2 separate regions of the Sus scrofa genome follow, and region 1 is linked to region 2. The links are chromatin contacts, called in public Hi-C maps. All regions are on one chromosome and are shown on one strand. Each heading gives the region's core, a stretch centred on a gene start, on an enhancer-like site or on the middle of the called end of the contact. The rest is flanking DNA. Distances are from core to core; before and after follow the strand shown. Region 1 overlaps PRKCH (protein kinase C eta type). Region 2 holds the start of PRKCH (protein kinase C eta type).

Region 1 (5,199 bases), core at 469-2,968, 130 kb before region 2:
TTTATAAGACAAACGGCCACCAACCAAGAGACCAAAAATCTAACATCTTGGAGTATATGAAATATTAAAAAAAAAAAAGTTCCGTGTGGCAGTGGTTAACGAATCGATAGAACATGAGTACGGTTCGGTCCTGCCTTGCAGGGTTAACGATCCGTGGTGAGCTGTGTAGATTGCAACCTCATTCGGTGTGTTTAGGGTTACAGTCATTCGACCTAGCGGAACTCATATGCCGCAAAAAAAAAAACAACAACAAAAAAAAAAAAAAAAAAAAAAAAAAAAAAAAAAAAAAAAAAAAAAAGTCATCAGGACAATTTCTAAGTAATGTTTGCACAGTTAGACGACAGCCTGAAACTACAAGGATTTGACTTACTCCACCCAGTGAAACAGTGACTGAAGATAACAGACGGATCAGTTTTAAAATCCACTGTTGTGGCTCAGTGGAAACGAATCTGACTAGCATCCATGAGGACAGAGGTTCCATCCCTGGCCTTGCTCAGTAGGTTAAGGATCCACATTGCTGTGAGCAGTGGTGTAGGTCAAAGATGCAGCTCAGATCTGGCGTTGCTGTGACTGTAGCATAGGCCAGCAGCTGTAGCTCCAATTCGACCCCTAGCCTGAGAACCTTCATATGTTGCCAGGTGCGGCCCTTTAAAAAAAAAAAAATCCAATTGCTTTAATGGTTCTCCTCAAGATCTCTAACAATAAAGTTTTCAAAAAGAAAATTTTTTACCAGCTTGAATTTCACTTCCTCCATTTAAATACTTCCCCTGGTTGGGCTGGCCCTGGCCAGAAGACTCTAAGCCAGTGTTTCTCAATCTTTTTTTTTTTTCTCTTTTGATAGACTAAAGATGTCTCTTTTTAATGTTGAACTGTCAAATAACAGGTAATGTAGGTTTTCTCACTATTAAGTTTCAGAACAGTATAAAGATACTTGTTTCAAGTGACAGGTGGCCCTGCCTATTCCTAGAGGTGGTGCCACATTGCCCAGCTTATCCCCAGGGTGTTTCAAAAGCCTGGGGCAGGCTGAAATCCTTATCTTGTGATTTCAGGCACAGCTGTCCCATGCATTAGAAATCCCGCACACGGTATAGCATCCTGCCTGCCTGTGCATAAGAAAGACACACAGACTTGAAGGACTGTACCAGTGCCTTTGAAATCAAGATATGCAATGTCAGTCTAAGCCCCTGACCTACCAGGTAAGGGGCCTTTCAGTAAAAAGGAAATGGAGTGGTTAGTGATGACATTGTCTGGATAACCAAGAACCTGACAGTGATAGCACTTCCCTTCCTAAGAGATATCCACTTCCCAGAGATATGTGACCATTAAATCTAGAATTTTCCCAAACCAGACCTCAAGCTACACATTTGAGAAACCACAACAGTAATCATGGCTCCTTCTTAGTTCTCTGCAATGCCCTGGCCAGAAAGGCAGCAATAGGACAGAGGCCTGGGCTGTGGCTGAGGTGCTAAAGGACAACAGCAGGTGGAGATCACCCAGGGAGGTGACAGGACAAAATACATCCACAGCGGTAGATACGCTCCACCCACTCCCAAGAGCAGAGAGGAAGAACCCCACTCCCACCCCCGCCTCTGGCTGCTGCTGAACTTGAGATTAATTCTTGATCTATAAACAAAAACTGCACAACTACTGGATTCCAGGGCTGTGGAGAAGCCCAGGTCTTCCAGTTCAATTCCTTCAGAGAGGAGGAAGCAGAGCCCTGTATTTACTGGTCAACTGCACTGCTGGGGCCCCTGCCAAGACCATGAACTCAGGCCCCTGGATTCCAGGCTTTTCACCCAACCACAATGACAGGAAACTGATTTAAAAAAAAAAAAAAAAAAAGGTTCTTTTTCTGCTTCTTGCTGTATCTGCAGGCTCATTATTCTTTGTCATATAATTGTGCAGAGAATCTTATTTGTGGAACAAAATGCTTTTTCAAAATGCAATCAGTCTGTTTACTGTATTTGCTGAGATTATGCCACACATGATACCAGGGCTCAGCACATCTGAACAACATCTAAATTACAACACAGGGGGAAAAAAAACAGCAAAATCTCACCGAGGTTGGAGAAATATTTCCGGGTTGGAGGCCCATTCCCGCCAGAGTCTTGGCTAGCTCCACCGCGTTTACCCCGCAGTTCGGGGCCACGTTTGCCTGACATCGAATGTGTACATTCATTTTACATACTGGAGGGAAGAGGAGAAGGGATCCACATTGAGAAAGGAGCCGTGTCCACGGGGGCTGTGAAAAAGAACTGTGAGAACCTGAAAGACTGTGAGCGAGGAACTGCACAGGCTGAACAATGCCATTTTCTCATCAAACTAAACTGACACAATGATCCCTGACATTTTCTCTATTTCTGTTTTGTGCAGAAGCAGAAAGCCTTGTACACTGAAGAATCATAAATTTCAAATACCTTCTTTTCTCCCCCGTCGTGACCTGATGAAAGACATTGACCTACATCATATTTTAACAGTCATCACTGATTTCACAGCACAATTCAAAATGTTCATCACAGCAACAGCTCTGCCACCTGAATAAAAAGGAATTGTGCCAAGTGCCTTTATATGGTTCCTTGTGTTTCTCAGTAGAAGGTGGCAATCTAAAGTCACATGTAGATGGCTATTGAGACAAGATGGTGCTTCTGAGAGAAAAATCTCTAAGTAAAGCTTTCTGAGCGCTACCTTTGGGTAACCCTCATAGCACAGAACGCGGTATCCTGTGTGGGGCTGTGTTTCTCGGGGCTTGCAGCCTGTGGCTTCATGGGTGAAAAAAAAAAGTAACTTTTTTAAAGGTCAAAGTAAGTGGCAGTTGGAAGAGGAGAGTGAAGCAAACTAGGCTCCTGGTGTACAGGATGCTAAGTTGGGATGATGAAACAACCGAGGTTTAATCAGCGCAAAGTTTTGGTATGGGTTCTTGCCCTGGGCCCTGCTGATGGGGGGTAGAAGATGCAGCAAAATATGTGTTTGGGGTGTGTCAGCCCATCTTCGGAAGCATGCACAGATCCAGGTTTTGTGGGGCCTGAATTTATGCAATTTAGGGTTGCCCTTTCTAAGAAAAAGAATATTCAGTCAAGTAGAGAGCCTGGAAGGTTCTTGGAGCTAATGAAGCTCTGAGGCTTAAGCTTCATAGCTTCCTAGGAAAGCCACCTCTCTCAGGAAGGCTGATGCAGAGACACACAAGCCTGCAGTCACCTTTCTGAAGCACCACATGACAAGAAAGGCAATACAGGAGCCAGAACCCTGCAGGCCTGCCACCCTCAGTACCACCAGGGACAAGAATGATGTAGATGAACCCCAGCCTTGGCTCTGCAGGTCAGCAACAACCATACAAAAGCACACCCGGGTGACAGCATCCAGCTAATGGTCAAGCAGTGCCTGAAACAAAGCTATATGTGAGTCGGCTGCTGTTTTAGTTGAAAAAGAATGATTCCATGTATCTCTGAGAAAAGAATAATTAAATGGTGCTCTAGGGAAATGAGAGAATTTGCCTTTCTTAAAGACAAGTGATCTTTAAGACAAGTGATCTTTTTGTTAAGAGAAGCAGACTTGGTGAGTCCAGGCCATTTTTACTGACACAAAGTCTGCCTTCCCTGGTGACTCAGAGTGTGTCTAAGGCTTCAGGCTGAAATTCTCATATATTTCAGCAGGGGACAGTGCACCCTATGACAGCCAAATTGTCACAGCAACACTCAGTGGGAGATGACTCAAGGCCAACAGCCCCTCAACTCCTAACAGGGCAAGGATAAGCTCTCATCCCCTGCCCCTTTGCTGAGGCACAAGTTCCAAACTCAGGCTCCACTGGGCACAGCTGCTGAAGTGCAAGCCCATGGCCAAAGCTTGTGTCCTTCATTCCACCTGTGCCTCTGATATCTATCAAGCTCTTTGAGAAGATGCAGGGCAGCTCTAGTTATGCTTTTATAACTAAATTCCTGCTTATCTCTGGTGACCAACTCTCCTGCCAGTTCTTACTCATAACCCCACCTACTCCACTGGCCACCTCACCTCCTACCACTTTTCATTTCTGACCAGAACTCATTTTTACCTCTTTCAAGTACCTTTGTAAATACGCAGCCTGTACTCAGCACTAAATAGATGATGGCCAGCTGGCTAGCTAACTAAATGGAATATTTAATTTAGCAACTAATATTCCGTAGTTAGGGAATATGTGGATCACATGTAGCTCTCTTTATGTGCCTGACAAGGAACACATAAATATAGAACCACTAAGACATTAATGTACAAAGTATCTAAAACCAATGGTCCTAAGTCAGATTCTGAACTAAAGAATCCTGAGAGCTCGTAGCACCATGGTGCTCTCATGAAGAAGTTGGTACCAGGCACCCCAGCATCTCACTTTTACACTGAAGTCCTTGTCGCATTATCCCCCAGAGCAGGGAGCCGCAGTGATCACAGAATGTTGGCACTTTGTAGTTGTGGACACTGAACTTGTGTGGGATGTTGATTCCAAACCTCTGCTCAGCAATCTGTAAGAAAGAAACAGGAGGGCAAGAGCTGAAATTCCATACCAACACCTTTTGTGGAAACTGTAACAGCAGTTCACCAGAGGTAAAGTGGTACTATGACACTTGAGCTGGGTATATTATTTTACTGCTCAGCCACGATGAATTACTCAGGCCTTACTAAGCAGACTAAGCATATTTTCTAATGAGAAAGACTGGACAGACACCTGTGCTATATAATAGGTTGTTCATCATTTTAGGAGATTAATAGAAATGTACATTTTCATTTCATCTTTTACATTCCAGCTGTATTTCTCTCCCTGCCAATGCCCACATGCCCATCTTAGAACCCTTTAATTTGAGTCTGTTATAGACAACATACACTTGCTATCATCACAAGTTCTTACAGAAATTGTGTTATGAGGACAGGGGTTGGGGAGAGGGCACCCAGAGGACAGGGAATCACAGTAGAAATTCATTCCAAAGTGACATTCAATGGTGATCTTAGTCAGCCCTTCCAGACACTGTCTGTCTTTGTATTTTCATATCTGAGTGCAAAGATTCTGCTTTTATCTCACATACAACCACTTTCAGATGAAGTGCAATCTCACATACTGTTTCCAGCAAATAATTAGAAGAGGCATATGCTCTATAGTCTACACCATAGTTGGAGACAAGAATAACAGTTTGAAATAATAACAATGGACTACACATAACACAAAGTGAGGCAGTATTA
Region 2 (4,699 bases), core at 1,890-4,389:
TTTACTCCTATTTGAGTCTACTCCACAAGCTAGCTGTAATTTTATAGACTATATGATAAAAATAATCAATTCCTCAAAGCATAAAATAAATATTTAAATGAGTCTTCCTTAGTATCCATCTGATTTCCCCACTTGTTAGTTTCAAACATGTTTTCAATTCTGATTCACATACTGGGTTCAAAACTAACATCCTCCAGAATTTAAATGAAAACTCCTGATAGCCTTCCAACGGCTTACCCCATTTTGCCAAAGCAGACCATTTCATTATAATTATCATTTCATCACCTCAAAGTGAGAAGGATAGCACCTGCCTCACAAAGACAGTATGAAGACCAAGACGCAAAAGCATTTTAGCACTGTATAGAGTGCTCTAGAAATCATAATTTAGTTGCAGCAGAAAATTTGCCTCATGGGAACTATGTGAAAAGCACAGGCAAGTAGGAGGTTGTGGTACTATTTATCAATAAACAGAAACGCCAACGGGTGAGGCGAGAAGTGAGGCTGTGGTGGAGGGAGGGGGATGTTCACAAACTGCTGAGGACCCCTCCAAGCCTTCCAGACCAGTAACAGCAGAAACACAGACTGCAAGATTCACACCTCTCAAGCTGAAACTGAACTGAAGTTACTTGCAAACACATGTAAACCTCATCTCCTTGGAAAACTGCTAAACAAAACTTTGCGAACTGCAGACCCAGGCACTCTGATCCCTGCCAGTGGGATGTAATGGATGTGCATGCCGAAACACGTGTGCACGTCTGAGCGGCTGAACCAACACGTATCCATAAACATTATGAATAACCCTAGCGAGAATGCACGGCTTTCACCTAAGGAGCGCTTGAAAAACTTTACCCAAATCATCCACTTTCCCTTCCTTGAGTCTCCAGCATGTTACCCGCGTGCAGAGACTTAGGGTACCTTAGCCAAAGTCTGGGCGGAGGAGGATGAGAGCCCCTACCCGATTTCCCCATTAACTCAAGCTGCCATCTGGAAAGGGGGCCCTGTCCAGGATGGCTTTCCAGAGACACACCTGCGCCCTCACCCACCCACCGTTGTCGCGTCACAGGTGCCACAGCCACCTGGGAGAGAACCAAAGTCTGGAGGGAATTCCCTGCACCATGGAACTTGGGAAAAAGACGGGGAAAGCGGAAGCCCGGCGAGTTTTGAAAAGTGAAGATGGGAGAGGGTGTGGGGTAGCCGCAAAGGGAAGAGTTCACGGGTACTCACCCAGCCCTCGAAGGTGTCCGAGGCGCCGGCCGTGCGCAGCAGCTCCTGGAATTGCAAGGTGCAGTTGGCCACAAAGTGGTCGTAGCCCAGGGGCGTCTCGTGGAAGACAGCCAGCTCCAGGTAGCCACCATCAGTGACGTTGGCACAGAACTCCTCATTGTACGTGGGTTTGTTGGTCTTCTGCTTGGTGCTGGTCTGCCCCACGCGTACTTGGTCCACGCTCACGGTCAGGTAGGGGTCCAGCAGCTGATAGCCCTTTTTGAAGAGTGAGTGGCGCAGGGACCAGCGGGTGGGCTGCAGCCCCACCGCCTCGCCAATGCGGACCCTCAAGTAGCCGTTGAACTTCATGGTGCCGGACGACATGCCGGCGCCGCTGCCCCGGCCCTGGGGGACCTCGCGTGCTCACAGCGGGAGAGCGGGGAGCCCTCGCTCAGGCCAGCCCTCTCGGCGGCCGCAGGAGTGGAGGCAGCTCCCGGGAAAAGTAGCGCCCAAGCCCCCCGCGACTGGCCATTCTGCCTCCTCCACCGGACCTTCCCTCCCCTCCTTCCCTCCCTCCCTCCCTCGCGAGGTGGAAAGGAGGGGAGCCGGGCGCCGAGCCCTCAGCCGGCCGGGGTCGCCCGATCGTCCCTCTCGAGCGCGCGGCGCCTCCCGTGGGCTCGCACAGGTCTCGCCCCTTCTCCAGGGCCGGGAAGCGCCTCTCCCCGGAGAGCCGGAGCGACTCGTCCGGTTAGCTCAAGCCCGAAGCGTCTCCTGCCTCCGCCTCTCCGGCTTCTGCTCCTACCCCCGCCTCCGCGGGCTCACGCTCTCCCCCACTCGGCCGGCTTCAAACCAGGAAGCAGCTGCCGCCGCATCCTCAGCAAAAGCCTCGCGCCGCCAGGCTCCAAGTTCACAGCAACCCCGCGCGGGCTCGCGCGCCTTCCGAAGCCTGGGGGCGTGGCGCGCGGCCGGCGGCCTGGCCCTGCTGTCGGTCAGTAGCGGGGCGCACGCCACCCCAGGGAGCCCCGCGCTGCCGGCTCTCACCGCGCTGCGCGCGCTCCTTGCCACCGGGTCTGGCTGGGCTCTCTGGGCTGGAGGCTACCCCAGGTGCAGGCCAAAAAGGGTAGGGCTGGTGGCCCAGCCCGAGCAAACACCTGAGGCGCGGGAGACAGGTCCGGGGAGGGCTGGAGGACAGGAGGAGGAGCAGGGAACCCGCATGGTTGGGAATCGCCCGCGCCCTCCCTCCCACGGTAGGAGGTGTGCTGGCGACCCAGCCGGGCCCTCTGGGAGAGGCCCTGGCCAGAGGCGGGTGCATGGCGGGGAGGTTCCTTTTGCTAATCTTTACAGGGATGGCTCATCCCAGGTTCAGCTCGGGCCCATCCTGTTTGTGCGCCTTTCCTGCAGAGAGTAATTACACGGTGGTTGTGTGTGTGTGCGTGTGTGTGTTTTAATAGGATAGTAGTAATGATGGAAATCCTGTCTGCCTCCTTCCTCAGAGAGGTGTGTCTTGTTGCACAAAGAGCAGGAAAGGTGGGTTCTGAAGACAGACATGGCTAAGACGTAATAAATTTCTTCCTGTGCGGTGTGGTTCCTGGTCCACCCAGCCTTACACAACAAGGGCAGAAGAATGTTCATACACACACACAGTTCCTGGCACATGTGCACCAAAGAAATCGTCTCTTCTAGGAACACTCTGGGCTGTTGCTCTGTTTATAAGTCAGACGGGACTGCTTTCAGGTTTTTTGTTTTCCACTCATGGCTTCTGCAGTTTTGTCCCATGGGAGCTCCTTTCCATTTAATCTTCTCTCCAGGAGAATCTTACTCCCTGGGGACCAGCTCAACCAATTTGTCTACTCTCAAGCCTAAACCATTTTTAAGATACTTAATTACATTCTCTCTGGCAATTCTAAGTCTCCTGGGAGCAGGTCAGTCTTTCTAACCCCTTACCCCCAGTGCCAAGTTTGGGGGCTCTCAAACCTAAGTTCACATTTTACTCAGGCACACTACAGAATGAAAACAAATAAGAACAATGGGTTGGTGGGGAGGGCCTGCCTTAAAAACAGCTAAACTTCCTTAGGAGAGCAGGGCAGGAATGCAACACATCACCCTAATGACTCCTTAGTTTTAGACAGGGCTTGTAAAGCAAGCTCTCCAACATCCAGGGAGCTCCAAGGTGGCCCTAGCGCTCCAGGGGAAGAGGTCAAGAGGACCATTTAGGTCATCCTCCTCCAGAGAGTGAAACTCTAGCTTTAAGAACCACTAAAGGGTTTGCTGCTGTTGGGCTTTAGCAATGAAAGAAGACAGTCCCAAATGGTGGGCAGTGACCCAGCCAACCTGGTCTTGGGTGATGAGGGACACCAGACATTCTATTTTTGCCCTGTCAGTTGGCAGCAGGCATGTGGCAGTGGGGAAAGAGCAGTGAGCAGGATAGGCATGGTGTCTGCCCTCCTGGGATTACAGTTCCTCAAAGGATCAAAAACAACAAATAGAGGGTGCAGTGGAGGAACTGGCCAGGGTGCCACAGGATATTGTAACCTGGAGATGGGGTGGTCAGGGAAGGGTTCCCTAAAGAATTTCACAGCAGAAGCCTCAGTATATTCAGGGTTCCTGAGAAAAGGGACAGTTTGACCTGTTTGGGGAGTAGGGAGGATTCCATGTAGCTGGAGGGGTGAGTGGCTAAATGAGCCAGAAAAGGTAGGTCAGGATTCAAGACTGACCAGACTGGTAGGTCTTTGGACATTAACTATGAACAGCTGGAAGCTTCTGGAAGCCAGAAGCCTCTGGGCCAGGACAGGATGAGAATGGGGTTTTAAAATTTCTCTCTGGGGCTGTGTGAATAATGGATTGGGGAGTTTGCATTGTGGCTCATCAGATTAAGAACCCGACAGTCTCTGTGAGGATGCGGGTTTGATCCCTGGCCTCACTCAGTGGGTTAAGGATCCAGTGTTGCTGCAAGCTGTGACATTGGCCACAGATGCGGCTCAGATCTGGTGTTGCTGTGGCTGTGGCATAGGCCGGCAGCTGCAGCTCTGATTCAACCCCTAGCTCAGGAACTTCCATATGCTGCAGGTGAGGCCCTAAAAGGAAAAAGAAAAAAAAAAAAAAAAAGAGAATGGGCTGGAAGGATGAAGAACAGGTGTGGGGAGAGCAGTAAGGAGGCTGTTTGTGAAGTCCAAAGCAGAGATGATGGAGACTGGACTCAAGTGGTGTGATGGAGATGAGTCCATGGAATTGAGAAGTGTTTAGGTGGTAGAACTGACAAGTGATGGATCGATGGAGGGAATGAGGAAGAGGAAAGTGTTAAGGAGGACTCGCAGGAAATCAGCTTGAGCAACTCTGTGGATTATGGAGCCATTAGTGATTAGGAAACTCTAGGAGATGAGCAAATTTGTGGAGGGGGATGAAGAGTTTAATTTGAAACATGTCAGGCTTGATACAGCTTTGACACTTAAGTGGAAATCTGAAGTGGGAAATGGGCTATGCAGTTGTGAAGGTCAGA

The links. A called contact is a pair of places that touch in the nucleus more often than the background predicts.
Region 1: a contact with region 2 is called in a Hi-C map of liver, with 1.9 times the contacts expected there. The contact joins the enhancer-like site here to the promoter of PRKCH in region 2. A contact is called at or near these places in 8 of 47 Hi-C or Micro-C datasets (alveolar macrophages, fetal skeletal muscle, heart right ventricle and 3 more) and 2 of 2 datasets of contacts at active chromatin or transcription factors (alveolar macrophages and skeletal muscle).

The regions. Positions count from the first base shown.
Region 1 is chr1:190,335,675-190,340,873 of Sscrofa11.1, reverse strand. PRKCH (protein kinase C eta type) reads right to left here. Exons shown (of 14, transcript XM_021062478.1): 6 at 4,358-4,487; 7 at 2,060-2,187. Among named protein-coding and RNA genes, the nearest start is that of PRKCH, 130 kb to the right of the region's middle. Within about 2 kb of position 1,718, at least 6 of the 83 cell types and tissues checked have an H3K27ac peak or open chromatin away from gene starts, as enhancers often do. A contact at or near this core is called in liver, where this site is marked.
Region 2 is chr1:190,203,481-190,208,179 of Sscrofa11.1, reverse strand. PRKCH (protein kinase C eta type) reads right to left here and starts at 3,139. Exons shown (of 14, transcript XM_021062478.1): 1 at 1,225-3,139. The coding sequence starts at 1,587.